Regions from separate parts of the Mus musculus genome. Here region 2 is linked to region 1. Evidence: chromatin contacts called from public Hi-C data. All regions are on one chromosome and are shown on one strand. The core of a region is the stretch at or near the end of the contact, and the rest is flanking DNA. Distances in the headings are between cores, read along the strand shown.

What was found. Hi-C and Micro-C count contacts between places; a contact is called where the count stands out from the background.
Region 2: a contact with region 1 is called in a Hi-C map of liver, with 3 times the contacts expected there. The contact joins two enhancer-like sites. A contact is called at or near these places in 2 of 484 Hi-C or Micro-C datasets (bone marrow-derived macrophages and liver), 2 of 115 datasets of contacts at active chromatin or transcription factors (both in embryonic stem cells) and 1 of 9 other capture datasets (liver).

What each region holds. Positions count from the first base shown.
Region 1 is chr14:29,993,622-29,997,742 of GRCm38.p6, forward strand. Il17rb (interleukin 17 receptor B) reads right to left here. Exons shown (of 11, transcript NM_019583.3): 11 at 2,547-3,568. The coding sequence ends at 3,003. It also overlaps a transcript of Actr8 not described here. Among named protein-coding and RNA genes, the nearest start is that of Mir6947, 6.8 kb to the left of the region's middle. Within about 2 kb of position 2,605, at least 34 of the 459 cell types and tissues checked have an H3K27ac peak or open chromatin away from gene starts, as enhancers often do. A contact at or near this core is called in liver, where this site is marked.
Region 2 is chr14:30,310,018-30,313,989 of GRCm38.p6, forward strand. The region is part of intron 3 of Cacna1d (calcium channel, voltage-dependent, L type, alpha 1D subunit); the gene reads right to left. Among named protein-coding and RNA genes, the nearest start is that of Cacna1d, 41 kb to the right of the region's middle. Within about 2 kb of position 1,549, at least 13 of the 459 cell types and tissues checked have an H3K27ac peak or open chromatin away from gene starts, as enhancers often do. A contact at or near this core is called in liver, where this site is marked.

The sequences.
Region 1 (4,121 bases), core at 1,355-3,854:
GGGTCAGATGAGCCGCGGGATCACCATGGACTGTAGCAGTCTCGGGTGCACAGCCCTGCTGGCGCTGTAAGAGTAACCAGCTAAAGCAGCTTCGAGCAAGCGGGGCATACTATTTGGAGATGTACTTCCTCATTTGAAAATTACCTGCTTTTTATGTTTTGGATCAAATGTATAGGATATGCTTTTATGTTTCTGGGCTGATTGGACAGTTGACACTCATCCCTGCGCTCCCCGAAGCACAGTGCGCCTGTTGTGACCATTCCGCACATGAAGGTCACTTACAGTGGTAGGTGTTGATGTGGAGGAAGTTGGTTTGTGGTCCAAGTTTTGGCACAAGCTATATCCATCTGTTAGCAGCACTTTTACAAGCTTCTGGCAACTGTCTTCCCAAATAGCCGAGCCTTGCCACGCCTGCACTGCCTCTGACATCATACACTGGATGTGACGCTCGTGTGCCACGCCTGCACTGCCTCCACCTTATCAGAGTATTTGCTGATGAAGTTGGCTGCAGGGTTTTTATTTTATTTGTAAGACTTGTGCTAGAGTGAATGAATCCCTTTTACATTGGCTCTTTAGCACACTTTTTGTATTGCTGTGGATTGAAACCAGGACCTTGTACATGATGTACAAATGCTCGAACATGACCTTTTTTTTTTTTGAAACAGAGTCTTTCCCCAGAACCCACGGCTCTGTTTGCTTCCTTCCAGTGCACTGCAACTTAAAATGTGTGCCCCAGGGAACTGGAGAGGCAGCTCAGTGAGGAAGGCCACTCGCTGCTCTTCTGGAAGATCTGGGGTTCAGGTCCCAGCGCAGGTCAGGCCGCTCCCAACCATCTGTAGCTCCAGCCCTAAGGCATCTGAGGCCTTTGGCCTCTTGTGAGTCATACTTCTGAGTGGATAGATACTCTTGTGAGTGGATACTCACATGCACATACCCATTGCAGATACACACACACACCCCTAAGACATAATTAAAAATACATAGTTTTTAAAAGTGTTTGCTACTTACCGGATCAATTACAAACTTGCTTTTGTTTTGTTTTTTGTTTTTTAAACAAGGTTTCTCAGTTATGTAGCCCTGGCTGTCCTGGAACTTACTGTGTAGACCAGGCTGGCCTCGAACTCAAGAGATTTGCCTGCTTCTGCCTCGGAGCCCTAGGATTAAAGGGGTGTCCAACATGCCAGACCTTCAGGTACAGATATCAAAGCAGTCAACTACCTGAAACAGGGTCCCATTTCAAAATAGATTGATCGTGCGTTATGAAGCCATACTAGACAAATACTTATGATAATATACATTGCTGTAGTTTCTACATTAAGAAAAAGCTGCTTTGAGAACGTAAGGAGCTAGAAGATTCAAGACCTAGCAAGGCTGTATACTGTTCCTGCTTGTTCTGGTTGGGGGTTTATTTTAGATTTAAATTAAGATTTATTTACATTGGGGTATAGCTAGATAGCGAATCAGTTAAGAGCATTTGTTCTTGCAGGAGACTGGGATTGGATTCCCAGAGTCCACATGGTGGCTCACATCTGTTCCTAATTCCAGTTCCAGGGCATCCGGCACCCTCGCCTGACCTCAGGCACCAAGCACATGTGGTACACAGACATACATGCAAGCAAAGTCCTGCTGTATATAAAATGTCTTTGTAAAATGCATGGAGAGTGGCCTGGGAAGCCAGAGAGGGTTATCAGATCCCTTTGACACTGGAGTTAAGGTGGCTATAAACAGCTATGTGGTTGCTGGAAACCGAACCAAGTCCTCTGGAAGAGCAGCCAGCGCTCTAAGCCTCGGAGCCACCTCTCCAGTTCTTGGTGGGTTTTTATTTACGCAATTAGTTATAGAAAAAGATATATTACTTAAAGAGAGTTGATCTCACTTGAAGAATTAGTTTTGACTTGAATAGGAAATGTTATGTAATAACCAAGAACTCTGCGAACTTCAATAGTGGACAGGTAACTGGACAAAAGTAGACACTGGATTTATAGGTAGCAACTTGTGTTTGTTTGGGACAGAGCCTCACTCTGTCTCTGGCTGGCCTCACACACCCAGAGGTCCTCCTGCCTCTTCCACTTGAGTGCTGGGATTAAAGGTATGTGCCACGTGCCACCACATCCAGCTGGTGATGTGGGGCTTTGGTTGATTGGTTAGTTTTTTTGGTTTTTCCAAGACAGGGTTTCTCTGTGTAGCCCTGGCTGTCCTGGAACTCACTCTGTAGACCAAGCTGACCTTGAACTCAGAAATCCGCCTGCCTCTGCCTCCCGAGTGCTGGGATTAAAGGCGTGTGCCACCACCGCCCTGCTGGTGATATGCTTGCATATTCACTTAGAGAGTCACCCGTGGGAGACTGAGGTGTAATTCAGTGTCAGAGCATTTGTCTAGTGTGCATAATACCCTGGGTTCAGTTCCTAGCCCTTCTAAGATAAAAGGTAAAGGTTACCTGTCCAAAAGTTTGGCAAGGGAAAGCACTGTCCCAACAGCAAACAGTACAGTGGTTACACATAAACTGGATCATCTGGTCAGGCAGAGTGTCTGCTTGTGTGTGTAATAGGCTTCTTCTCTTAGGAAGCTACACATTAGTGAGAGCCTCCCAAACGGATTATTCATTAACAGATTAAAATGTTACAAAACGGTCTACGTGCAGCATAGAGCATGGGCAGTGCAAGACAGACCCAACCTGACAGACAGCCTGACAGGGAAGTGCCGTATTACCTCATGGCCAGAGTGCGTGGTTCTCAGTGATAATCATTACCCAGCTTTGGGTATATCCCAAATGTAGGTCCCACTCATTATTGTCTGTAACTGTGTTGTCTTCATAAATCCAGCCAATGACTAGCCTCAGGCGTGTATGCTCAGGTTGACTTTGCAAACTCCAGTTTTAAAGCAAGTTTGTACATAGCACTACCTCCACACAGCCTCTCCCACACATTTCAGAGTCGTCACACAGCATTTGTCACTGGAAGGGAGAGTAGGAAGGCTTCAGAGTCTCTATTCCCCCGGGTGGACTACAAGGGTGAACAGCTATCATGGCAGGCTTGTGAGCGTTTCTTCACTGACATGCTCTGCGTAGCCTTGAGAAGTTCTGTGTGGAAAGCTGTGGCGTCCTTCATGAGATGATATTGGGGGCAGACACTCAGGGCATTATAGTCGCCTTTGAGGTCTGCTCCCCCAAGATAGACCACCAGGTATTTGTGCAGATGCGTCTGGCTGCTGAAATCACTACAAAAGAGGTTAAAGGCAAGAGGGAACAGATCCTGAGAGTTCTCCCTGGCGCTGCCCTCATTGTGGCCACAGGCACTGTCACAAAGGGTCGGGACGTCACTGGGAAGAAGGAAGACCACTTTATCTGCCGCTTGCTTCTGAGTGGTCAGCCACTGTACCGGCCCCATCTCGGCGATTTTCTTTTTCTGCCATTTTTCAAGGATGACCTCACTTCTGCAGTAGTTTTGAAGAAAGTCAGTGAAGCGACAGACGGTGTGATGGAAACATATCTCAGAAGGATAAACCACCAGGACCTTAATGAGGGGCAGGAGCATGGTGGAAATAGGAAAGGACGTCTTCGTGCTCCTTCCTGGAGGAGAAGGGGGGGACTTTGTTAACTGTGTGACAGATAGCAGGCCTTTACAGTAGTCTAAAACTACTAAAGGCTCCCCACCAGACTGTCAGCCAGATCAGGGTCAGAGCTTTGTTCCCGACAGGAGAAAAGGTCCTTGATAGTCCTTTTGAATACCTGAAACACTGATGCTTGAATCTTAAAAGCACTTGAAAAGATGTATTTTTAAGTCCTTATCAACAAATCAGCCTTCATAGTCAAGCCCTGTTCTTTTCAGATAAACTCAGCAGCTGCTGAGGTTTGAGGTCACTGTGTTTAAAGCAAGCTGCTGAAACTTCTGTACTGTGACACAGATGTGACCTCTACTTATCATTTTAGGAGTTGGGTCAACTGTGATTTGTACCATTTTCTCCCTGCAGGTGGTAGGGTTCTTCTACCCCTATGAAGTTCAGCCACACCCTGTGCACCACAGCAAGACTATGTAGAAAGCTACTGTAACCCTGTAGTAGCATGGCACCAACAGCATCCTCTAGATGCAGATATTCCTGAGGTGAAAGTTCATGTGGCTTTC
Region 2 (3,972 bases), core at 299-2,798, 320 kb after region 1:
TGGTCAGGAAGACACGAATTTGCTTCAAGCCATGCCAAGTTCAGCTCTAAAAAATGACCAGAGCAAGAGAGAACTCTTTGACTCTTAACCCCCCTCTATTATTAAGTATATGACTTAAGCCTTCAAATCTTTTGCAAATAAAGGAAAAAAAAGGGGAAATCCAAACCTTTTCTGTCCTTTTTCCGAGTCATGAGTCCTCTCAAAAGTTTCCGAAAAACAAAAGAGTTACAAGCCCGGAGGCTCCAGAAGCATGCTCTGCACATGTCGTCGTAGGTCCAGCAAAAGCAAAAAGCAACACCAACAAATAAGAGCCGAGGACCCTCGAGGAGGCCTTCAAGGCAGGCCTTATCAAAGGGCTTATCTGCTGCAAAGACTCAGGGAGCACGGACTGCATGCTCCCCCACCTGAGCCTCACTGCCACCCACCAAGCAGGCTGCTCACTGCCCTTGGAGTGCCAGTGAGGCAGGCTCAGGAATACAGACCCGCCTGTGTGTGCGCTAAGACTCAAGATTCTAGAAACAAGCTTCCTAGTTGATCTTTTTAAAAGTTCATTTTTATTCGTTTTTAATTATTTGTGTATATGCTGGGGGTTAGGTATGCGCATGTGAGCATAGGTGCTCACAAAGTCCAGAAGAGGGTATTGGAATCCCCCCGGAACTAGAATTATAGGCAGTTGTGAGATGCCAAACATGGGTACTGGGAACCCAACTTGGGTCCTCTGCAAATGAGGTATGTGCTCTTAACCACTGAGCCATCTCTCTAGCCATGCTATTTGATAACCTTTGAGGAAGGTGGGAAGGGAATCTGCTTCTAAGATGTAGTTTTACAGAGCATGATAAGTCATGTCTGTAATCCTAGCACTTGAAAGGCTGGGGCAGGAGAGTGGCCACAACAAGTTCAAGACTGAGATGCAGAATGAGACTCTGAGCTACACAGTGAGGTTGTATCTCAAGAGGTAAAATAAGTTGAAAAATAAAGTAACAAAATATAGTTTCTCTTTTCCAGAAAAGGAATAGGTATATGTGGCCCTGACTATGTCAAGGTCTTCCGATGTAACTGCCCTGCTTCCATCTGACTTCTATGGCCAATAAAAGAGGATTTTAAGCCATTCCTTCACACCCCAGTCTGGCAAGAGGAGAATCCTGGTTTGCTCTCTGCAACCTCAAAAGCAACACCATGTTCTAACCCCACTAGGAAGGAAACATTAAGACGATCCATCAGTGCAGAGCTGTAGCTGATGGCCCTGCGTGCGAGCCTCTTCTACACGGGAGGTAGAGCCTGTCGGTCAGTTTTCACCCACAGGTCAAGAGGCGAGAATTCGGAGCCAAAAATAGATTTTATTTGCCTTTCAGCGGAAGTGCCAGGCAAATACCACATAATCTGTCCTAATGCAGGACCCTCTGCATCCTGTGGCTCTGCTCCAAATGCCCAGCACAAGGGAAGGTTTCCTTCCCGTGCCTTTCAAGAAGGCAACCGACCCATAGGCCAGGAGAGGCTCTGCTTGCATCAGCAAGGTACTCGTGAGAGAGTTCAGGTGTCATGTGCCAGGTTAGGAGTGCCACTTTGCCAGAGCAGCAAGTTGAAAGGGCAACGACAATGATGCATGACCCTAGAGGTCACCACTGGCTCTTGTCTAAATGAGTGTGACAGAATGCTCTTTCAGTTCCTCCAACCCCCCACCCCACACACACACACACACACACTCAAATGAGCATGCCCAGACACAGGGCATGCAGAGGGAAAAGTGCCAACGTATTTGAGTGATCTGTGTCAGAGAAAGAACAAGGACACTGAGAGACACATGCAGGACAGAGAGACACTTTGAGCCAAGGCCCAAAGGCAAAGAGACAGAGAAAACATTAATGAGTAGAAAAACAAATGTCCTGAAGGGAGTTGGCACAACTAGATATTTGCAAATAGTTGGGCCCTGTGCTGACAGCCAAGTCTCTTACTAATATGTGTATGAAGAGACACGCTGATATTAAAATAAACGTATTATGTATTTAATTATACCAACTGGAGTTCGTGGCGTGAAGGAACAGATGCTTGGAGTGGAAGGATAATGAACACAGAGATGAGAGGGATGGGAGGAGAACCCGCAGGCGCCCGGGTACAGAACGGAGGTGAGAAGGACGCAGGCGCGCTGAGCATGATGGGAAGGAAGCCTAGAAGCAGGTCCTAAAAAAGCCCACTGTGTCAATGAGGGTGAGTGAGGCTACGAAAAGTGAGCTACAGAGGTGAGACGCTCACCCACTGCCCCTCGAGCCCCACAGGAGGCAGAGGGTGTGTAAGCCACGTCCCTGTACCCCCAGGGACTTGGAGGGAAGGCAGGAGAAGTGGAAGGGACAGAATGAGAACAGGCCCTAATGACGCTCTAGATTTACAAGGCCGGGAGAGATAAAATTGGATAAGATAAAGCTTAAGCCAGCAATTTGGAAAGAAAAGCAATCAGCTGAATTACAGAAAGCAATAGCCACAGGAGGGGAGGGGTGGGGAAGGGAGGGGAGGGGAGGGGGAGGGGAGGGGAGGGGAGGGGAGGGGAGGGGAGGATAAGGGGAGGGGTGAGCAAGGCCAGCTCACATACTCTACCTCCTCCCCCAAAACTTCTGGAAATAACTCAAGCATTCTCTAGGGGCCACTCCAAAGACCTGAGGGATCGAAGGTACTTTCCTTGTTAGTTTATGTCTGTGAAATCAATGGGAGGAGGTTCTCCGATGCCTTATACAAAGAATCCATCCTACAGAAGGGGACCCTGCTCTCTGCACACAGTTCACAGCACCCACAGTGTAGGCGTATGCATGCAACCTTTTGATGTTATGAATCAACATTGTCATCTACAAAAGTCACACGTGAGAACAACTCAATTGAGGCACACAAAAAAAAAAATCGCAATGCACCCTTATATTGTGGGCCATTAAATGGCTCCAGGGGTGAGGGAATTTACCCTGCAAGCCTGGTGACCTGAGGTCAAAGGTCAAAGGACAGACCCAACTCAACAGTTGTCCTCTTTCCTCCAGGAACGCACATGTGCACACGCACCAATATATAACAATAACTGTTTAAATCTCATAATGTTTTTAAGTAAGATTAGTATTTTGTATCGGGCCTCATTGATAGCTATCTTGGGCATCATGTAGCCAATGGCTTCAGGTTGGAAACATGACAGAAAATGGCCAGTTCCTCTCCCTGCATGCATCATCTACTCTGAATTTTCAATATTAGTATTCTAAAATTTACTGTGCCTACAATGAATCTAGTATCCACAATTATTGGTGCTACTGCTGCCATCATTAAGTACCTAAAAATACAATACCCGCCTCAGGGCCCAGGCAGAAGAGACGCCAAAAAAAGACATTAAAAGCTACTTCTAAAAGTCAGCCTGGAAGGGGGCAGTGGCACCCAGTAAGCAGATCCCAAATCTACTCTTACATTCTAATCAGACCAGCTAGTGCCGCACATGGCCCGTGGACCCGGCCTCCCGGGACCCGGAAAAGGGCACCTGGAAACTCCAGGGACACCTCTTCACACCTGTCATAGGAAGAGTGAGGGCTCTCAGGAATCCCAGGTCAGAACTGAAGGTCACCCTGTCAGAAATGTCATCTCAGGAAAACAATCTCCTCAGATGTGCTGTGCACATGAGGGATAAGTTATTTCTTCACTGTTGGTAAAATGAGCCAGATTAAAGATTTAAGGCAGGTTTATTGGGAAGCTGTTTTCAGGTGGGTGAGTTCACTGGCCCCAAGGAGAGAAAGAGAGAAGGGGAAAAGGGAAGAGAGGAAGAGGGAGAGGGAGAGGGAGAGGGAGAGAGAGAGAGAGAGAGAGAGAGAGAGAGAGAGAGAGTAAAATATCTGGATTATATAGGGAGGAGACTCTTGGGGGAAAAGGGCAGCCCAGCCCCTGGACTGGAAAGTTCCGGGATATGCCAGGTAGGAACGAGGGATGCTGGGAGAACCTGGAAGCCAGGTCTGCTTT